2 separate regions of the Zea mays genome follow, and region 2 is linked to region 1. Evidence: chromatin contacts called from public Hi-C data. All regions are on one chromosome and are shown on one strand. Each heading gives the region's core, a stretch centred on a gene start, on an enhancer-like site or on the middle of the called end of the contact. The rest is flanking DNA. Distances are from core to core; before and after follow the strand shown.

What was found. A called contact is a pair of places that touch in the nucleus more often than the background predicts.
Region 2: a Hi-C map of ear shows a contact between it and region 1, with 1.6 times the contacts expected there. The contact joins the promoter of LOC100273812 here to the promoter of LOC100382208 in region 1. A contact is called at or near these places in 2 of 25 Hi-C or Micro-C datasets (ear and leaf).

What each region holds. Positions count from the first base shown.
Region 1 is chr2:1,031,597-1,035,914 of Zm-B73-REFERENCE-NAM-5.0, forward strand. LOC100382208 reads right to left here and starts at 1,730. Exons shown (of 1, transcript NM_001174966.2): 1 at 1-1,730. The coding sequence starts at 1,715.
Region 2 is chr2:1,212,081-1,216,954 of Zm-B73-REFERENCE-NAM-5.0, forward strand. It overlaps LOC100273812, which reads left to right and starts at 1,396. Exons shown (of 7, transcript NM_001148213.1): 1 at 1,396-2,215; 2 at 3,590-3,635; 3 at 4,046-4,139; 4 at 4,241-4,314. The coding sequence starts at 2,091.

The sequences.
Region 1 (4,318 bases), core at 480-2,979:
CTTCCGCCACCGTACGAGTCCCAGACCCACTGCACCAGGTGGACGTAGTCCTCCTCTCTCACGAGCACCGCCGGCCGACGCCCACACGTGATCTCTAGGAGGAAGACGCCGAAGCTGTACACGTCCGACTCGACGCTGGCCTTCCCGGCGAGCATGGACTCCGGGTCCATGTACCCGAACGTGCCGGCGACGCCCGTGGTGTGCGAGCGGCGGCCGTCGTCGATGAGGCGCGCTAGGCCGAAGTCGCCGAGCTTGGCGTTGAACGACGCGTCCAGCATCACGTTGCTGGGCTTCACGTCTCGGTGCACCACGCGCTGCTCGGCGTCGTCGTGCAGGTACAGCAGCGCGGCGCCGACGCCGAGCGCGATGCCGTACCTGACCGGCCACATCAGCACGCTGTCCGGCCTGTGGAGGTGGTCGTCGAGGCTGCCGTTGGGCATCAGCTCGTAGACGAGGAGGAGCTTGTTGCCGCTGCCCTGGCACCAGCCGATTAGCTGCACCAGGTTGCGGTGCCGCAGCCGGCTGATGATCACCACCTCGGAGACGAACTCCTTCCAGCCTTGCCGCGCGGTCTTGGACACCCGCTTGACGGCCACGCAGCGGTTCCTGCCGTCGGTTGTCAAGATCCCGCGGTACACGGATCCAAAGCCTCCGCTGCCGAGTCTCCGGTCGTCAGAGAAGTTCTTGGTGGCGGCGGCGAGCTCACTGTAAGAGAACTGCCGTGGGCCGGATTCCACTAGGTCAAGGTCCAAGGGTTTGAGAAGCCCTGCTTCTTCATCCTCTCCCCGTGCCAGTCGTTTGCTTGGGGCCATGGCGGCAGCTGCTGCTTCTTCTTCTTCAGAAAGCCATCGTTGGAGCCAAGCCAGTGTCACCAGTATCGCAAGGTAATGCTTCCAGATGCAATACAAGGATATAGTCACGATATTTGCCACGAAGATGTATCCGAAACGATCATTGTCGTTGTTAATCGAGGAGAGAAGGGAGACAGCCAGAACAAGCACAAGAAAAGCAGCAGAGACGACTTTCATCTTCCTAGTGGAGGAGTTGCAGATGTATAGGCAGCCGATGGCGGCGTAGGCTACCAACTGAATGAGTAGCCGTATTGCACCGTCTCTGTAGTAATCAGGAAGAGAATACGAATCTGGATAATAGCTTATAGGGTAGAAACGACAAACATAGTCAAATATGACCACAGATAATAGGATAGTTACGATTGCAACATGTGAGATGGTTCTTCTCACTTTGCTCATCGAAGAAGTATAGTTAAACTTCCAGACGCAGTAGGAGGATACAGCCACAATATTGGCCCCGAAAACGAAGTCGATGCGAAACCTGGAGGTGCGAACTCCAATAGATGAGAGGAGGAAGACGAGCAGGAGAAGTAGAAGAAAGCCAGCGGAGATGAGCTTCTCCTGCCGAACCGAGTTGCAGATGTACAGGCAGGCGACGGCAAGGTAGGCTACTATCTCAATGGCTAGCGATGCAATACCATACCTAACGGAGCGATGAAGCACAAGATAAAGATACAGATAAAGATAAAGGTAGGCAAATATGATGACAAAGAAGAGGATAGCTACGGTTGCACCGTGTAAGATGGAGGAGCGTCGACGGCGGGAACGGGAAGGATGGACGACAGTACCGGAGGCTTCTGTGTCTGCCATGCTCACGCTCTGAACTGGATCTATGGAGGTTGGAAGTGAAGGAAGACATGACATGAAAATACCCGGGGGGAAGGGAGCAGAGCTTGTGTGGTAGGCAGCATCGCAGCACGGAAGAACAGTGGAACGAAGCAACCCGCCCACGACCACGAGTGGGGCAGGGGCCCACGTGGCATAGTGCAGCTGGCAGGTCGTAAGACGACCGGGTATGCGCGGCAGTCCGCAGAAGTCTCTCTCTCTCTCTCTCTCTTGAAGCGTCAACATATATGGCCGCCGCCAACAGGGTCGCCGTCAACAGATCGTAATACTCGCAAAACTATGTACTCCTTTTAAATAGAGCTGCTCAACTATAAAGTTAATGGAAATGAGAGCTGTTAGTATGTGTCCTTAACACTAGCTGGTTAACAGTAATTGGGGTAGGGTTAATCCTAACTGTCTAACCGCGCCCCTGATCGTGGGCTATCCTAACCGTTGGTTGCAGCCTCTGGTCACACGACACCATATAAATAGATTAATGGGTCCTCGCTCGACCACAAAACCCTAATTGACACTTTGAGAGGAACCGATCCCCTAGGCGCTCAGAGTGACTCGAATCGTTGTGACTATGTCTCATATCCCCGTTATCCCATCGGGATCTGAGGTTCCCCTGCAGGCAACATTGGAGGAGCTGATCCACCGCCGATCAACGACGGGAACCATTCTCCTCAACACACGCAGGAAGATCGAGAAGGAGGAGGAGACGGACCTTCACTGCAAGACGTCGTCGCAATGATGGATAGGAACAACAACGACGGTATGTATACATGTATCCCTCATTAGAATAGATCTACTCATCATCGATGTACTTTAGACACGGATTGGTATTCTAGGGACGTAGGAGTTGATCCTAAGCACCAAAGATTCTAACAATGGTATCAGAACCACCTAAGAACCCTAGATCTCCTAATCCGCATCAATTTTAAGAGATCACATAAAGGTCTCGGATCTATGTGAATGAACTCATTTTTTTATCACCGTTCATCACCCGAGAACAAAAGAGATTAGAATAGACAGGAGTTTTAGAACTCTCGGGGTTAGGGTTTACATGGCCCTAAATCTAGGGTTTTGGCCACAGTAAAGAGACTAGGTCTCGGCCACACCCATGAAAATCGAGAGAACAAAACAAACCGACGTTTAGGGTTAGGGTTTTTAATAATCTAACCCTAATTAGTGTCAACAGAGATGGCGCACAGGCCTCGGGATCCAACGATCCACGACCAAGAAATAGTAAAAAAGATACAGAAACCACACAGATCTCGTTAGGGTTTTTGAACCCTAACCAAAATATTCCCCAAAAGTGCATAGATGCACAGATCGAATCAAAGAAAATAATAGAAAAAATCGCGAGGGCCCGGATCTACGCGTCTCTACCTTCAAAACTCGACCCCGTTACAAAATATTCATCTCATACATGCATACCGTCGGAGAGGAAATCTCCGGCCGGGTGGCGGAGTGCACCCGCCCTAAATCCTAATATGAGGAGGGGCCTAGGCGTTTTGCTTGTTAGTTGGAAATTGGGATGAAAACGCAAGAACACACAAGGATTTAGAGTGGTACGGGCCGTCGGAGCGTAACACCCTACTCCACTGTGTGATGTATTGCTTGAGAGCTTGTATGAACTTGTGAGTGTCCGAGTGAGCCTAACATTGGGTTTGTCTTGTAACGTCGCATGCCTCCCCTTTTATAGCTGAAGGGGGGCATGCACAAAGGTCCTGAGCCCCGACATGTGGGCCCAGGGACATAAAGAATATAACACTTGGGCCTACTAACGTTTACTGCTGGAGTGATCTTCTTATGCCCTGACACCCGAGATCTGCGCGTCTTCGGCGTGCAGGGGAGGCTTCTCGTAGAAGGGATGATGAGCTCAGTGCGCCGCTCGGCACGGGCGCACTGTTTGTCAATAGACTGGATAGGCGCGCCGTCTGCTGGGTGACCCTGACGCCGCCTGCCAGCAGATTGGACAGGACACATTAAATGCAGAGAGGGCACGTCGCTCGTCAGCGTGGTGGCAGGCGGCGCGTCCTCTCCGCAATAAATGCAGAGGCTGCGCGGCGTTATGGGCCTCACGTCAGGCCCAGCCCGTTGGCTTATGTCACGGGCCACAAGCCACGTGGCAGCAGCGGGTCTCTGCCCTGAGCGGGGAGCGCAGGGCAGGGCCTGGACGCGTGTCAGCATCGAACCCTTTGAAAGTCACCTAGAGGGGGGTGGATAGGCGAAACCTGAAAAATTAAACTTTATCCCCCAACTAGATCTCTTGATTAGTGGTTAGAACAAGATATATATAATTATCGGAGTATAAAAACTAAGTCCTTGCTTGTAAAGAGTATTGCTTTCAAATAATGTGAAATTGATAAATCAATACTACTAATAAGTCTATGAGAATAAAGCAAGAAGGCTTAGGCAAGAAGAGCAATAACACAAGTTCTCTCTTGCAATGTGTTGCTTCACTAAATGAGAATTTAACTTGAAGCAACACCAAATGATATTGACAAAGAATAGCGCAAGAAAACTTAGAGGAAGGGAGATCAAACAAATCACAAGCAATAAACACAATGGACACAAGTGATTTGTTTTACCGAGGTTCGGCCCTTGAAGGCCTAGTCCCCGTTGAGGAGTCCACT
Region 2 (4,874 bases), core at 146-2,645, 180 kb after region 1:
AAATCTCTCTTCATCCTATGAACATAGCGAACATTAGTAAGGGTATGGTGGACTTCCGTACTAGCTGAAGGTGTGCTGAACTCCTGTACTATCAAAATATAATTCTGTGTGCCCTATTTTATATGATCCCGTGTCGCATATCTATACTATACTTAAAGCACCAGTTTCAACGGTCGTCATGCGTCATTTTTTACAAATAACCCCTCACAATTATTTAAAATTAATCAGATGTACGTCTATAGATGTCAAACGACGTCCGACACGGGCTAGATGCACGCGGGCCACAACTATGGCACAGACACGTCATGCCGGCCTGCTAACTGTGTCGGGCCAGCCCGTTAGCCCGTCGATCCATTTAATTAAATCAGCGTAAAATATTAAAAAACCGTGCAGGAGGTGGGGTTCGAACACATGCCCTGATGGAAGAAGGGCGGGAGACACTGAGTGAAACTGTCTAACCAGTATAACATCACACTAAGATGTTTTTAATATTGAATATAAAAATAAATTGTATATAGGTATATACGTTTTTGTAAAATAAAAAAATAATCGTGTCGGACCGGGCCAGCACTACGGGCCGAGGCTACAGCCCAAGCACGACACGACATTCTTGGCTCTTGCAAGCATTAGATCGTTTCTGAGACCACATTGGCGCAATGAGGTACATGGTGTTTGAGGTTGCTGAATTGGATGGAGCAACAATGATTTGTCATACTAACAGCAAAATGAAAGGTTATTTGTTGGTTTTAAACGTTAGTAATTGCTACGAGGTAACATAATTTATATGGAGCACATCCAGTTTTTATTGATGCCTGATTTTAGCAATCATTCCATATTTTGATCTATCTTTTTTATAAGTTTGACTTATGGGACTTATTTTAGAAACTTGATGTCACAAACTTTCTCTTATTTGGTCTCTGTATGATGTAATTATGTCATTTTATAATCTCTGTTCATTCAATCAATCATTGTGAACTCTCTTCTAATCGCTCACTTCATTGGCCGTGTTGTACCAAGACATATTTACATGGAGTAAACAATAACATCAGTTAACCAAATCAAAAAATATATTATACAGAGAGTGGAGACAATTAATAAAAAATCTTAAATTTTTTTTAATGGATAGTTTACGTAGGTATTGTTGTAAGCCGTCGCAACGCACGTACAACTGACTAGTTTTATATGATACACCAATCTAAATGTGTGCTGGACTCCGGTACTAAGTCGAGTGACACTCCATTTAACTGTCTCCTCAAATATTTGAGAATTTTTGGTGATAGATATTTTAGTCCAAAATCTCTCACCTCTTAAAATAGATCTACGGAGACGAAAATAAAAAAAAACTGAAATTAATTAATAGAGGTAGCCTTGTTCATTCCACGGCATGTCGATGATGGCAAGGGTTCTGCTGCTGTCGGTCCAGTAAAATACAGTAACAACAAGAAGGATGCTAGGGCACCCTGTGAAAACAAAAATAGATTGGTCCGTCGCGCCATCAAGGTCAGCGACACGGCCCACGCGGACCCTACTCTTCTCCTTGTTCCGTGAGATCCGCGGTCGCGCTCTACAACGGCATGATCCGGGGTTGCGCTTACCATGGGGCCGCACGAGCGCGCGCTGGAGCTGCTCGCCGAAATGCCGCGCCGCCGCCGTGTCCGTTTTGTTTTTCCCCATAAGAAATAGAATATCCAATCGAATTGTCAAGTGCTACCTGATTTGAAAATGTTTTTCCCTCTAGGATGATCTGATTTCAGATCTCACCAGAAGAAGCACTACCTGGTTATTGGAATCCAAAAATTTTTATGTACTGTTTTGATCAGTGAAATTCACACTTCGCTAGTCCAACAAGCTGACAGGAACGGGTTCTAGACGGATCGGACGGCACACGATAACAGCTGCCGGTGTCCCGGACCATCCTGTCCATCCCTCTATAAACGGAGCCCTGTCCAGTTGTGATCGAGACCCCTCGCAACCGCCGGCCGATTCGAGCAGCGCCCCAGCAGCCTCTGCTCCGCTGCCTCTGGCGACCGCCGGAGCCCGAGGAGGAGGAGGAGGGAAGATCTCGCTCGATCCAAGGAGGTGAGTACAAGATGGTGAGCTCCTCGTCGCCGGTGGTCAACGTGTACCCGCTCGCCAACTACACGTTCGGCACCAAGGAGCCCAAGATGGAGAAGGACACCTCCGTCGCCGACCGCCTCGCCCGTATGAAGGTCAAGTAAGTGCGCTCCGCCCGTGCTCGGTTCGTACCCCCTCCGCCGCCCGCACCCCAGACGTTAGGTTTTGTTCTCTCGCCGGAAACCCTAAACCCTAGCGCTTCAGACCACAAAACTACTTGCTTGGCTTAGGGGGTGTTTGAATGCACTAGAGCTAATGTTAGTTGGCTAAAATATAATTAACTAACTAACAAATATTACCTCTGTTCGTTTATATACGTCGTTGGTCAGTTCAATTTTGAACTAAATGGCGTCATATAAAAAATCGGATGGAGTAGTACTGGTAGCTAACTATTAGCTAATTTGCTAAAAATATCTAGTAACTAAACTATTAGCTAGACTTAGTAACTAAACTATTAGCTAGACTGTTTAGATGTCTTGAGCTAATTTTAGTAGCTAACTATTATCTTAAGCGCATTCAAACATGGCCTTATCCCCAAGCTGGCCCAGGGAGTTGCTTGGACTGGAGAGTAGTAGGCAACGTTGCTGAGTCTATGCACTGCTGGCAGCTACGTTGTTGCACGTTCCCGAATCAATTCTGTAAATTACTTGAATGTGATATGTCATGTTAGATAGGGTCATTTCTGTAAATTACATGAATGTGAAATGTCATGTTAGATAGGGTTTCTTGCATATTGTGCATTTGTGTGTCATACCTCCTTGAAGGGAAAAAACTTGCTGATATATGACAACATAGTTTTGAGGTTGCACTTTGTTGCTTTATTTATCTTCTTTGTTGAAGTTTTCAGTTGAGTGGAAAGTGTATTAGGTGGTGAGTAGCAGGGTTTTACACTACTTTTGGATAATAGCAGAGGCAGACATTTAGAATGTTTTAATTTTGAAATTAGGACATTCCCCTGCTTGCTTTTGGCTGTGTTTATTTCAAGTAGGCATCATTGGATGGCTGTTTTGTTGTCTGCAGTGGGTTAATTGTACCAGCATAAATTGCTAAAACCTGGTTAATTGCTCCAGCCTTTCATGTTTTAGTTGTTCTAGGACGAATCTTTCTAGTCAATCATTTTATTATCATGAGGCAATTCTTTAATTATCTGAGCACGCCACAAATAGCTTTACCACACGACTGTATCTGTAAAGGCAATGGTGTAGAGTTTCATCAGGTCAAGTACACCAGAAAGGAAGTCAAAATTTTAAAATGTTTTTTCATTCATTTGTTTGTAACAAACAGCATGGTAATTCTTCTGATAGGGGTTCATACTCCTGTGTCTTAACTCTTAAACAGTGGGCTCTATATTTATCTCTCTTTAATAAAACATTCAAATTTTCAAAAGTCAGGCTCACTTGGTAGTTAAGTTCTTGTAAGCTTGTTCCATCCAATGCATCGTAAGTTAATCGCTACTCACTTCTGTGTATGACAGCTACATGAAAGAAGGAATGCGTACAAGTGTTGAAGCAATCCTATTGGTACATATCTTCTTCATCAGCATTTCCTTAAAAGACTTTTTTTAATGAGATGTCAATTGTCTTGTGAATCTAAAGTAATTGGCAACGACTAATATGCAAGCAACCATTAGGTTCAAGAGTGCAAGCATGTATTTTGGTCCGTTAGATCTAGATCCATCTGCAGATGCAATCTTGGTTTGTTAGTTTTTTTATAAAGCTAGACGAGGTGATGGTGGAAGGGTTTAAGTTCTAAATATGACACACGGTTGGATCTAGATCTAACGTACCAAGATTTCTGTTTGCATGCTTGCACCTAATGACTGCTTTCATATTAGTCGTTGCCAAAGTAATTTATGATAGTTAGCCAATTAATAAATTTTCTAACTTGAAAAGAAAACCTAATACCTTCACTTGGCACTATCCTTATATAGGTGCAAGAGCACAACCATCCTCACATACTGCTCCTGCAAATCGGTAATACATTCTGCAAACTTCCTGGTGGACGGTTGAAGCCTGGAGAAAATGGTGAATATCTGTGCCCAATTTCTGTCTGATCCATCCCAATGCTAATTCTATCTAGTTATGTATAGGTTTACTGACTCATGTGACTGGACTGTTGCTTGCAGAAATCGAGGGTTTGAAAAGAAAGTTATGCAGCAAACTTGCTGTGAACTCGCCTTCCTTTCCACCTAACTGGCAGGTAATGCATTGAAGCAAGAGATATGAGAGAGTTTGTTATCTGTTGGTCATTTAGTCATGGCATATTCGAATATGCCATAATTTAGTTGTATCTGACCGTTTTCTAGTTTCTATCATGCTGAATGATAATTATCTACAGTGTTGCCTAGAAGATCAAAACCTTTCCACCCCAACATATCTGATTCATATAGGGTGATTTAATGCTAATCTAGAGAAGGAGAAAATGCATCACATATCCAGACTTTTTGCTTTCCTGTTTCCTCAAATCGTCATGAGCTCGCTATTTGTCTTCCTCCCCGTTGCCCTTCAATATTTAGAGCATATCATACCAAACTTATAGCTTTGGCTGTTCTTTATTGGGGTATGCATAAGTGCAAACATTGGTATGGTTGTTTTTTTTTGCATATTACCAGCATCATAGGCTTCAAGATATGACATACGAACTGGCATATCCTCCTTGCTTAATGCGATGCTATCTTTTTTCATATCTTCTACTTCACATAGAAAATTTTGTGTAGAAGTATCATGTATTTAGGTAAATATGGTGAACTTTCTATTAGA